Linked DNA regions of Zea mays: regions 1 and 3 are each linked to region 2. Evidence: chromatin contacts called from public Hi-C data. All regions are on one chromosome and are shown on one strand. The core of a region is the stretch at or near the end of the contact, and the rest is flanking DNA. Distances in the headings are between cores, read along the strand shown. Region 1 holds the start of LOC100280088. Region 2 holds the start of LOC103647746 (eukaryotic translation initiation factor 4G). Region 3 holds the start of LOC100191882 (putative jumonji-like transcription factor family protein).

Region 1 (2,746 bases), core at 108-2,607, 210 kb after region 2:
ACCAGAAATCAGATATGGTGGCTCTGTCCAGTCAAATTGGAGGTGCACAAGCCATGCAAAGTAGGATTGACAGATTAAGGAAAGTAGACAAATTTTACAGCCTAGCATGAACTACATATATAATCATGACTGAAGATAACACATGGACACATTAGTATGTAACGCAATATATCTTGTCGCATGGAAAAGGACACGTACCTTAAGGGATGTAATAAGCCTTGGTTGTTCATTACTAAGCACACCGATTTCAGATGACCAAGTATCTCCATTGCAGCAACAGTAGTGGCCAATGATACCACCTATGATGCCAGTTATAAGCTTTGAACCATTTGAGTCCATGCACTGATCTTGCCCTCCAGTCATTAGTGCAAATATCACAACCAGTACAGTGGCAATTGTGCTATTTGCTAGAACTTGGATCCTTTAAGATGTAAAGCGATATAGTAAGATACACCAGCAAGATTAATTTGACAAAACTGTAGCTGCTACGATATATCCTTTATGAAGTATGATGACATCCACATCACAAATCAATTATATGATCGAGGAAAGAAAGAAGAGGTTCACGATATGTTTTTAGCTGCTGATCTGTTTTTTTTCCTCGAACTGAGCAAAGAATGTACCAATTCGAAAATAATTTAAAGAAAAACAGATTAAGCAACACATAATGTAATTTCATCAAAGCAATCAAACATGTAAAGCTTGCAGGGAAATTCTCTAGAATCTATAACATTTTGGCTTAAGTTGGAACTGCAATTACTGTTCGGCTGTATGCATGCTGACAACAGCATAAAGTGCAAACTCTGAACAAAGGTAGTAATATGCTGAGTATCGCAAATTCCCCAAAAGAGTGTTTGGTTACCAGTTGCGCTGCCCGCCCTCCTTGAAGTTCTCCTCGATGCGGCGCTTGTGGTCCTCCCCGATCTTGGTTACCTTGGACGATGAGAAGAAGAAGGCCAGCAGCAGCGCCCCGTACCTGTAGCCGCATGAGATGTGGACCGCCATGACGACGAAGCCGGCGACCCCGCCCGAGGCGTCTAGGGAGCGGCGGCGGACCGCGCGGACGGCGATGACGGCCGCCAGCGCCGCGCCGACGGCGGACCTGGCCGCGAGGGGGGAGTCAAAGGCGTTGGGGATAGCCATGGCGGGGCGGGCGCGCTGGTGCCGCTCGGGGTCAGCAGTCAGTCGCGGTTTGCAGCCGGAGCCGCCGGTGGAGCGAATTTGTAGGGGAGTCGGGCGCGAACCCGGAGCGTGGAGATGACTCCCAGAGTCCCAGACCAGTTAACCACCACGACGGGCGACCGGGCGACTCGCAACGTGATTTTCTAAGTGATTTGGTGACCGAACAGGCTGATTTGGGGCCTGTTTGGTTTGTGGTTAAATATGCCATACTTTGCCTAAGGTTAATCGTTCGAATTGAATAACTAACCTTAGACAGAAAAGTTAGGCAAAGTGTGGCAACTGAGGTAGTGAACCAAACAGGCCCTTGCTCTGCTCGGTGAGTCGGTGCTGCTCAGTCTGTTCGGCGTGTGCGAAATCACGTGGGACGGATCAGCCTACGCGTGCTTCGACCTTTGCCTGGTGCAGCCGTGCCCGTCTCAGACCATGTTTGGTTTCAATTAATCTTAGGACTAAACTTTAGTTCCTACTTGTTTAGTTCTAGGGATTAAATAGATTCTAAAGTCATTAAATACATTGTCCACAAGACTCAAATGCCCTTGGAATACACTCATGTGGGCTTTTAGGGCCCCTTTGGTAGGACTTATTTTTCAGCTTCGGCTCTGGCTCATGCAAAAGTTGTGCCAAACACCTCTTTTTCAAATGGCTTCACCAGTGAAGTGCTTTTCCAAAATGAACTAGAGGGCATGAGCCAAAAAAAGTGGCTCACCCGGCTTCAGCTCACGTCATTTTTGCACAATAGCCCTCTCACCAATCCAAATTATTTTTTTGGTCCTGCCCTCAATCCCTAGCCACACACAATAGCCCTCCCACCAGTCCAAACTATACAAGGGTCTTTCTGAAAAACAACCTATAAGCCGTTTTGCCAAATGATTTTTCAGAATGGCTTTGGCTCATCTAAAGAAGTGGCTTCACCTCGTGAGCCAGAGCCAAAGCCGTTTTTTAAGAAGCCAGAGCCCTGTCAAAGGGGCCCTTAGTCTCTTTTAGCACCTATGTGAAGGACTAAAGACTAAATCATTTTAGTCCATATTTTAGTCCTATTGTTTGGCAAAAAAGGGACTAAATGGGACTAAAAACTAGAGACTAATCTTTAGTCCCTCTAACCAAACACCCCCTCAGTACGATTTTTTTCATTTGCATTTAAGTAGTTGTCATGTAAACATTATAGATAAGAGCTAGTTTAGAAACCCTATTTTCTCAAAAGATTTCTATAAAAAATAAACTAATTTTTCTTAAAAAATAGAAATTACTTGGAAAAATGAGATTCTCAAACCATCCTCAAGGGCTCATTTGGGAACCCAATTTTTATGTTATTTTCATTTTCGAAAATTAGCTCATTTTTCCTTTAAAAATAGGATTTTTTTTTTGAAAAAAATAGAGTTTCCAAACTACTTTTAATAGAAGTTTTACGGCGACGAAAGTCTTTTAATACGATTAACAACCCTCTATAAATCGCCATAAAATAAAACTCTTATTGAAAATTGGTGTCTCATTTATATTTATTTTATATGAATAACGGTCTTAAAAACAACTCCAGTTCTTAAATAGCTTTTAAAGAGAAGCAGTT
Region 2 (2,861 bases), core at 106-2,605:
AAGGGATAACAAAAGCATACCGGCAGCCCATTCATATTTATACTACCAAACTGAAAGTTAAACCCCTTTGGTGGTTCCCCTGAAAAGAAATCAACAAGAAAAATAAGGTGGTTAACCATGCAGTATACACCCTACCTAAAATAGGGTTTCGTTAGCCAGAGCAAAAAAGGTGGGCAATGCCACCATAGATGGTCATCATGCACATGCAAAAACATGTAATAGTGTATATAACATCGAAGAAAATTGTGGCAAACCTTTCGATCCTCCCTGAGGAAGGGGTGGGTTAGAGCTTTTTGGTGGAGCCCTTGGAGCAGCATGAGTAGCTTTAGGTAATGGCGGATTAGCCGGCCTGTCGCTGGCAGCTGATGAAGATGACACTTGTGGACCTGGTGAGTCAAAGAAAAACACATGCAATCAAAGGAACACATCGGTTCGTATTTGCACCATTCCAGAGGCAATACAAGATAGCAGAAGAACAGGACACCTCACTCACTCACCTTGAGGTTGCGGCCATGGTGCGGATATGGGAACATGCACAGCCGCATTCTGAGGTGCAGGTGGCGGTCGCGCAGGAGTTTGGTGGGGGGCAGGCGCGGGGGCAGGTTGGAAACCGGTTGTGTCGGGCTGGTTCACCACCCTCTGCTGCCCGCCGTGGCCATTGCCGGGCTTCCTAAAGCTGCAATCGAGATCCAAAAGTCTCATCAAAACCCTATCATCCCTGGCGAGATCAAACCAATCGTGCGGCGCAGAAGCAGAGGACGATCAGAATCAACGAGGTCAGTAATTTACCTGCGGTTGGTAGAAAGAGGAGGCTGGCCTGAGGATCCCGCGCCGCCCTTGCCCGCGCCGCCGACTCCGCCTCCGCGGTGGCCGCCGAAGCTGCTGGACCGGCCGGGTCTCCTGGCGTGCCCCTCGCCCCTGTCACCTCGCTGGGACATAAATCCCCTTCTCTCCTCACCGATATCCTCCTCCTTCCCCGTATGACAGCCCTGATCCAATCACGCACACAAACAGAAAAGTAAAACATAAATCACTCCTAACAACGAAATCGCAACGAACCCTAGTGCGAAGCTGTCAGTCGTTCAAAGCCACGGACGGCGGCGCAGCGGCGAAATCCCGGCGGCGGGTAAGCGAGAGGCGTACCTGAGGGCCCCGGAGGCGGCGGCGCCTAGGGTTTGGTCGTGGCCAGTGCGTGTAGGCAACACGGGGGAATTGTGTTGGGTTTGGGTTGGGGGGAGGGGAGAAGTGTAAGCGAAGCGAGAGGAAGGGAGGCCGTCTCTCTCTAGTAGTAGGAAATTGAAGGCGATTACGGAAGGAACAAAAGTGTAACAAACCGTATCTTAGATGAGTTTAAGCGGTCAAGGGGCCCCGATCGGACGGACGGAGCTGGGTGGCTGGCGTCCGCTCACGGGGGCCGCGTTGTGCGCCTTGGGCCTAGTTGAAAGCGGCCACGCGCGCCTGAGCTTCCCGGGACTGCAATGTTTGTTTGGGTTGGGCCGAGTGCACGATGCCAACATTGCTGGGGCATCGTATATGACATGTTTCCGTGGCCTTAAAATAACAAATTTGCAAGCAAGATTCACTTCATCCACTTTTGGTCTTGTTCTTTTATTCCAATTCCACATAGATTATAATATACTGTAGTGAATTGAAATGAATTTTGACTTACTATAGATTTTTATCAACTCAATATCATTCAATCCACATGGATTAGTGTTGAAACGAACAAGCCCTTAGAGTGGCTTCATTATTACATCTAAGATATGTCAAGTTGTTTGACTAAGTTCACTAAGATTTACTACAATCTGCTAAGTTCTCAAAGATTGTTACACTTTTACATAGTCTATAGGTAAGGATATGTTCTAAACCCATCCAAGAGTGACCAATATAGCATTATATTAATGTTGAAGCTACAGGGTTCAAACGAAATTTTGGTGGCGTAACCCCTTTGTTCTCCACATGCACGCCTAAATATTGTGCAGTGAAGAACAACATAGGTAATAGCACTGAAATTTTGATCGAACCATAGAGCTCGTCATAAACATCATGCTATATCGATCACTCTGAGGCTGTCCAAATAATGGATAATTCCAGACCGGTAAATCTCACTTGTGTTACTCATGTGAGAAGTGCCGATCTGAAACGAGTGACACATAAGTTTTGTCACTCTCTCTACACCAAAAATATAAACTTCATACGATTTCTTAACTTTCTACACCATTTATGATAAACCGTAGGAAAATTACCAACTTCCGGGAAGCTACTGGTAGCTCTAGGAAATAAACATAACTTCTTATGGTTTGTTATAAAAGCTGTAGGAAGTTAGCTTTAAGCTGTTGATCAACGAGTGCGGTCAAACAAGCTGCTAACTTCATACGGCCTCCTCTAGAAAGTTAGCCGCCCTGCTAACTTCCTACGGCCACATATAGGAAGTTAGCCGCCCCTGCTAACTTCCTACGATCGTCTATAGGAAGTTAAGTAACTTTCTAGAGTACTTGTACAAGTTCTAGAAAGTTAGCTGTGGCGGCTAACTTTTTACGACTTTGCTCTAAGAAGTTATATTTTTTACCTTCATCCTCGGGTCTACCTTTATCTACCTTCATCCCCGTCATTTTACCTTCATCTCTGAGTCCAAGCCGCCGCTCCTCGCCCCGCCGCGCCGGGCTTGCCACGCGCCGCTAACTTTCTAGAGGCTACCGTTATTATAGGGCTAGCACTGAACTTGACGCCGACACAAGGGGCGACCTGAAATTTGACTCTCATCCAGAAGGCGTTAGCTGGAGATCCACGGACTATTATTGACATCTTTAGTTCCTGAGGGGTGCTTTTCTGAATTATCTTTTTGTCTTAGATCAACCGTG
Region 3 (2,700 bases), core at 149-2,648, 200 kb before region 2:
ATCAAAGACTAACCATTTATTAATGCAGCTGTTACAGAAGTTCTTATCACAGTTCTTGCAATTGGCCACACGTGCAGCCTTCTTCATTCCACAGCAGTGACATGTTCTTGCTGTTTTTGTCACACTCATCGCACGAGGAACAACCTAATACCAAGCAAACATCGGTAATAAGCAAATACCCAACAGAAAGCTAAACAACAAAGATCAACCTATCAGTGGTGAACAATTTAAAGATTAGCTGGGTAACCTTCACAGGACCAACAGGCAATGGCTCAGCATTCTTGGAACGATAGCACCGCTGTATGGGTGCAGGAATTTCTACACCAATCTTCACAGGAGTTGACAATGCCGCAGGTCCACTGCTACCTGGCGAGATCGTCATCAGTCCATTTGGGAGATCCCTGGTCTGGGGGTCACTCGTGGCTGCCTGAGGGGACGTCGGAGGATTGATGCTCCTCCTGCCCTTCCTCTTGTTCTTCTGCCTCTGAAGAACAACAGCAAGGACCTCCTCATCCGCTGGTAACTTCTTACCCTTGTTAGCCCTCGCGTAGTGGTACTCGCAAAAGCTAACGGTTGGGAGTGCACGGCCCGAGCAGCGCCACTTCTTCCCGTCGCTGCGACGGCAGCGGAGGTGGTCAGGAAGTGGCGGCGGGGAGTCACCACGCTCCCCTGACTTCCGACGGCGCCGGCGACGCGACGGCGTAGGGGTCTCCTCTGCTTCGTCATCGGGAGTGGCCGCTCGCTTACGGCGGCGACTGCGGCGAGGAGGGGATGGAGGAGATTCCTCGGCATCACCTTCGGTGTCGGAGTCGCCACCATCCTCTTCGCTCTCGCCGCCCGTCTCAGCGGCTTCCTCTTCACTATCGCCGTCGGTCACGGCGGTGGCTCCCTCCTCATCCTCGCCGTCGGACTCCTCCGCTTTCGCCTTCGGATCAGCACCCTTGCCATCTGCTTCGCGGTCTGAGCCAGTCTCACCAGCTTCTTCATCCGAGGCGTCAGGCTTCGCCTCCGCCTCCGTGGCCACCGTTTCAGCCTTGGCCTCGACGGCTTTGGCTTCAGGCTCTGCATCCATCTCCTCCGTTCCGTTCTCGCCAGCTTCTTCGCTGGCCTCTGCATCCATGGACTCGGTGTCGCTCTCCGATTCGTCTTCCTTCGAGTCCTCGCTCTCGGCGCTGGACTCCTCCCCAGCCTCCGCGTCCCCCGCCTCGATTTCGGACTTGGCGGCTTCGTCTAGTTCGGGATCGGACTCGGGCTCGGGCTCGGTGGGCTTCGCTCTTGGCTTTGCCCTACCCTTACCCTTTCCCCTACCGCGTCGCGGCGGCATGGCGGCGGCTGGCTAGGGTTCAGGCGAGTCGGCGGAGTCGGATTATGCTAGATCGAAGTGGGGGAAGTGGTGCGTGCACCGGCTCGGGGAGAGGAACACAGGCGCCGGCTGATGTCTGCGGATGGGGTTAAGGCTGCGCGCGTAGGGGCCACTCTCTGACTAGTCAGGGACTCATCGTCGGATGCGAAAGCTTTAACTCGGGCGGTTGCTGGCGATTCGAAAGCGTATGAAGTGAAGTTATTCAAGATCGTGGTGGGCTGCACGGGGAGCGGCCCAGCCGTGAGATTGATAATGGGTGGCTGAGATCGTACGATGTGCATTTATGGGAGGGGGTTATTTTTGATTAAGGAATCATTTGGGAGATATTTTTCGTCTGTATAGAAAGTAGAAACTATTTATGGGCGATTCAGCGGTGAGCTGCGCGTGATCTGGACCGTGTTAAATCTGGATCGAACGGTGGTAGACTATAAAGAGTTTCCTCGTTCGTATCCGTCTCTCGTGGGAATTGTAATAACTAACAAAAGCCCAGTCCATGAAGCATCACAGCACAGCATTGCCTACCCTAGAAAAAGCCGATGAGTTTGAGCCTTTCAAAAAGGCCCATAGCGCCAGCCCAAGCCACAAGCTTCAGTGCTTCACTACCCCTGGGCGCACATAATTAAAATAAAATTTTACCAAACATATAATTAAAAAATTAATAAAATGTAAAAATCTATTAAAAATAAAAATATATAGTTTCTAGAAAATGATACATTATTGCTACTCATCGCCATTTTCATGTTCTACCTTTTTCGTATCTTTTTTTCTTATCTAATTTTAGTTGTTTGTTCAACTTTTTTAAAACCAACTTGTAAGCACTTTTCATGTCATCGTTCATGTCGTCGGTGGAACAGTCTAGCAACATGTTTAATTGCTCAAATATTTTTGATTACGGAATCCACTAGCTCGTTTTGTAGAGCTCGTTCAAGATACTCTTATCCATAATAAGAGACTCGTTGCTACTATTTGTAAAATCTGTACTACATTAAGCGTGGTTTGTAGACCGCCCCCGCCCCTGATAACCACGCAACCGCCCGACCTTCGTTTTTATCGCCGTCGCGCCGCACGCTCCCGCCTCCGCTCGCCCTTCGCTCGCCCCCGCCGCAAACAGCTCGCCGAAAACCACGCAACCGTTCGACCTCCGTTTTCATCGCCGTCGCGCCGCGCCGCACGCCCCCGCCTCCGCTCGCCCTTCGCTCGCCCCCGCCGCAAAGAGCTCACCAAAAACCCCGCCCGCACACCCGCGATTCGCTCCATCCCGCCGCCAACCACAAACGCGTGACCCCGACCGCTGCGATTCGCGCCGGCCCGCACGCGTGCCGCGAAGCCCGGCCGCC

What was found. Hi-C and Micro-C count contacts between places; a contact is called where the count stands out from the background.
Region 1: a Hi-C map of tassel shows a contact between it and region 2, with 1.7 times the contacts expected there. The contact joins the promoter of LOC100280088 here to the promoter of LOC103647746 in region 2. A contact is called at or near these places in 6 of 25 Hi-C or Micro-C datasets (endosperm, leaf, leaf mesophyll and 2 more).
Region 3: a Hi-C map of bundle sheath shows a contact between it and region 2, with 5 times the contacts expected there. The contact joins the promoter of LOC100191882 here to the promoter of LOC103647746 in region 2. A contact is called at or near these places in 6 of 25 Hi-C or Micro-C datasets (bundle sheath, ear, leaf and 2 more).

The regions. Positions count from the first base shown.
Region 1 is chr2:211,062,190-211,064,935 of Zm-B73-REFERENCE-NAM-5.0, reverse strand. It overlaps LOC100280088, which reads right to left and starts at 1,357. Exons shown (of 4, transcript NR_158543.1): 1 at 863-1,357; 2 at 199-421.
Region 2 is chr2:211,276,140-211,279,000 of Zm-B73-REFERENCE-NAM-5.0, reverse strand. It overlaps LOC103647746 (eukaryotic translation initiation factor 4G), which reads right to left and starts at 1,355. Exons shown (of 12, transcript XM_008672260.3): 1 at 1,144-1,355; 2 at 790-989; 3 at 498-676; 4 at 255-386; 5 at 21-79. The coding sequence starts at 938.
Region 3 is chr2:211,479,893-211,482,592 of Zm-B73-REFERENCE-NAM-5.0, reverse strand. It overlaps LOC100191882 (putative jumonji-like transcription factor family protein), which reads right to left and starts at 1,398. Exons shown (of 6, transcript NM_001137306.1): 1 at 248-1,398; 2 at 14-144. The coding sequence starts at 1,324.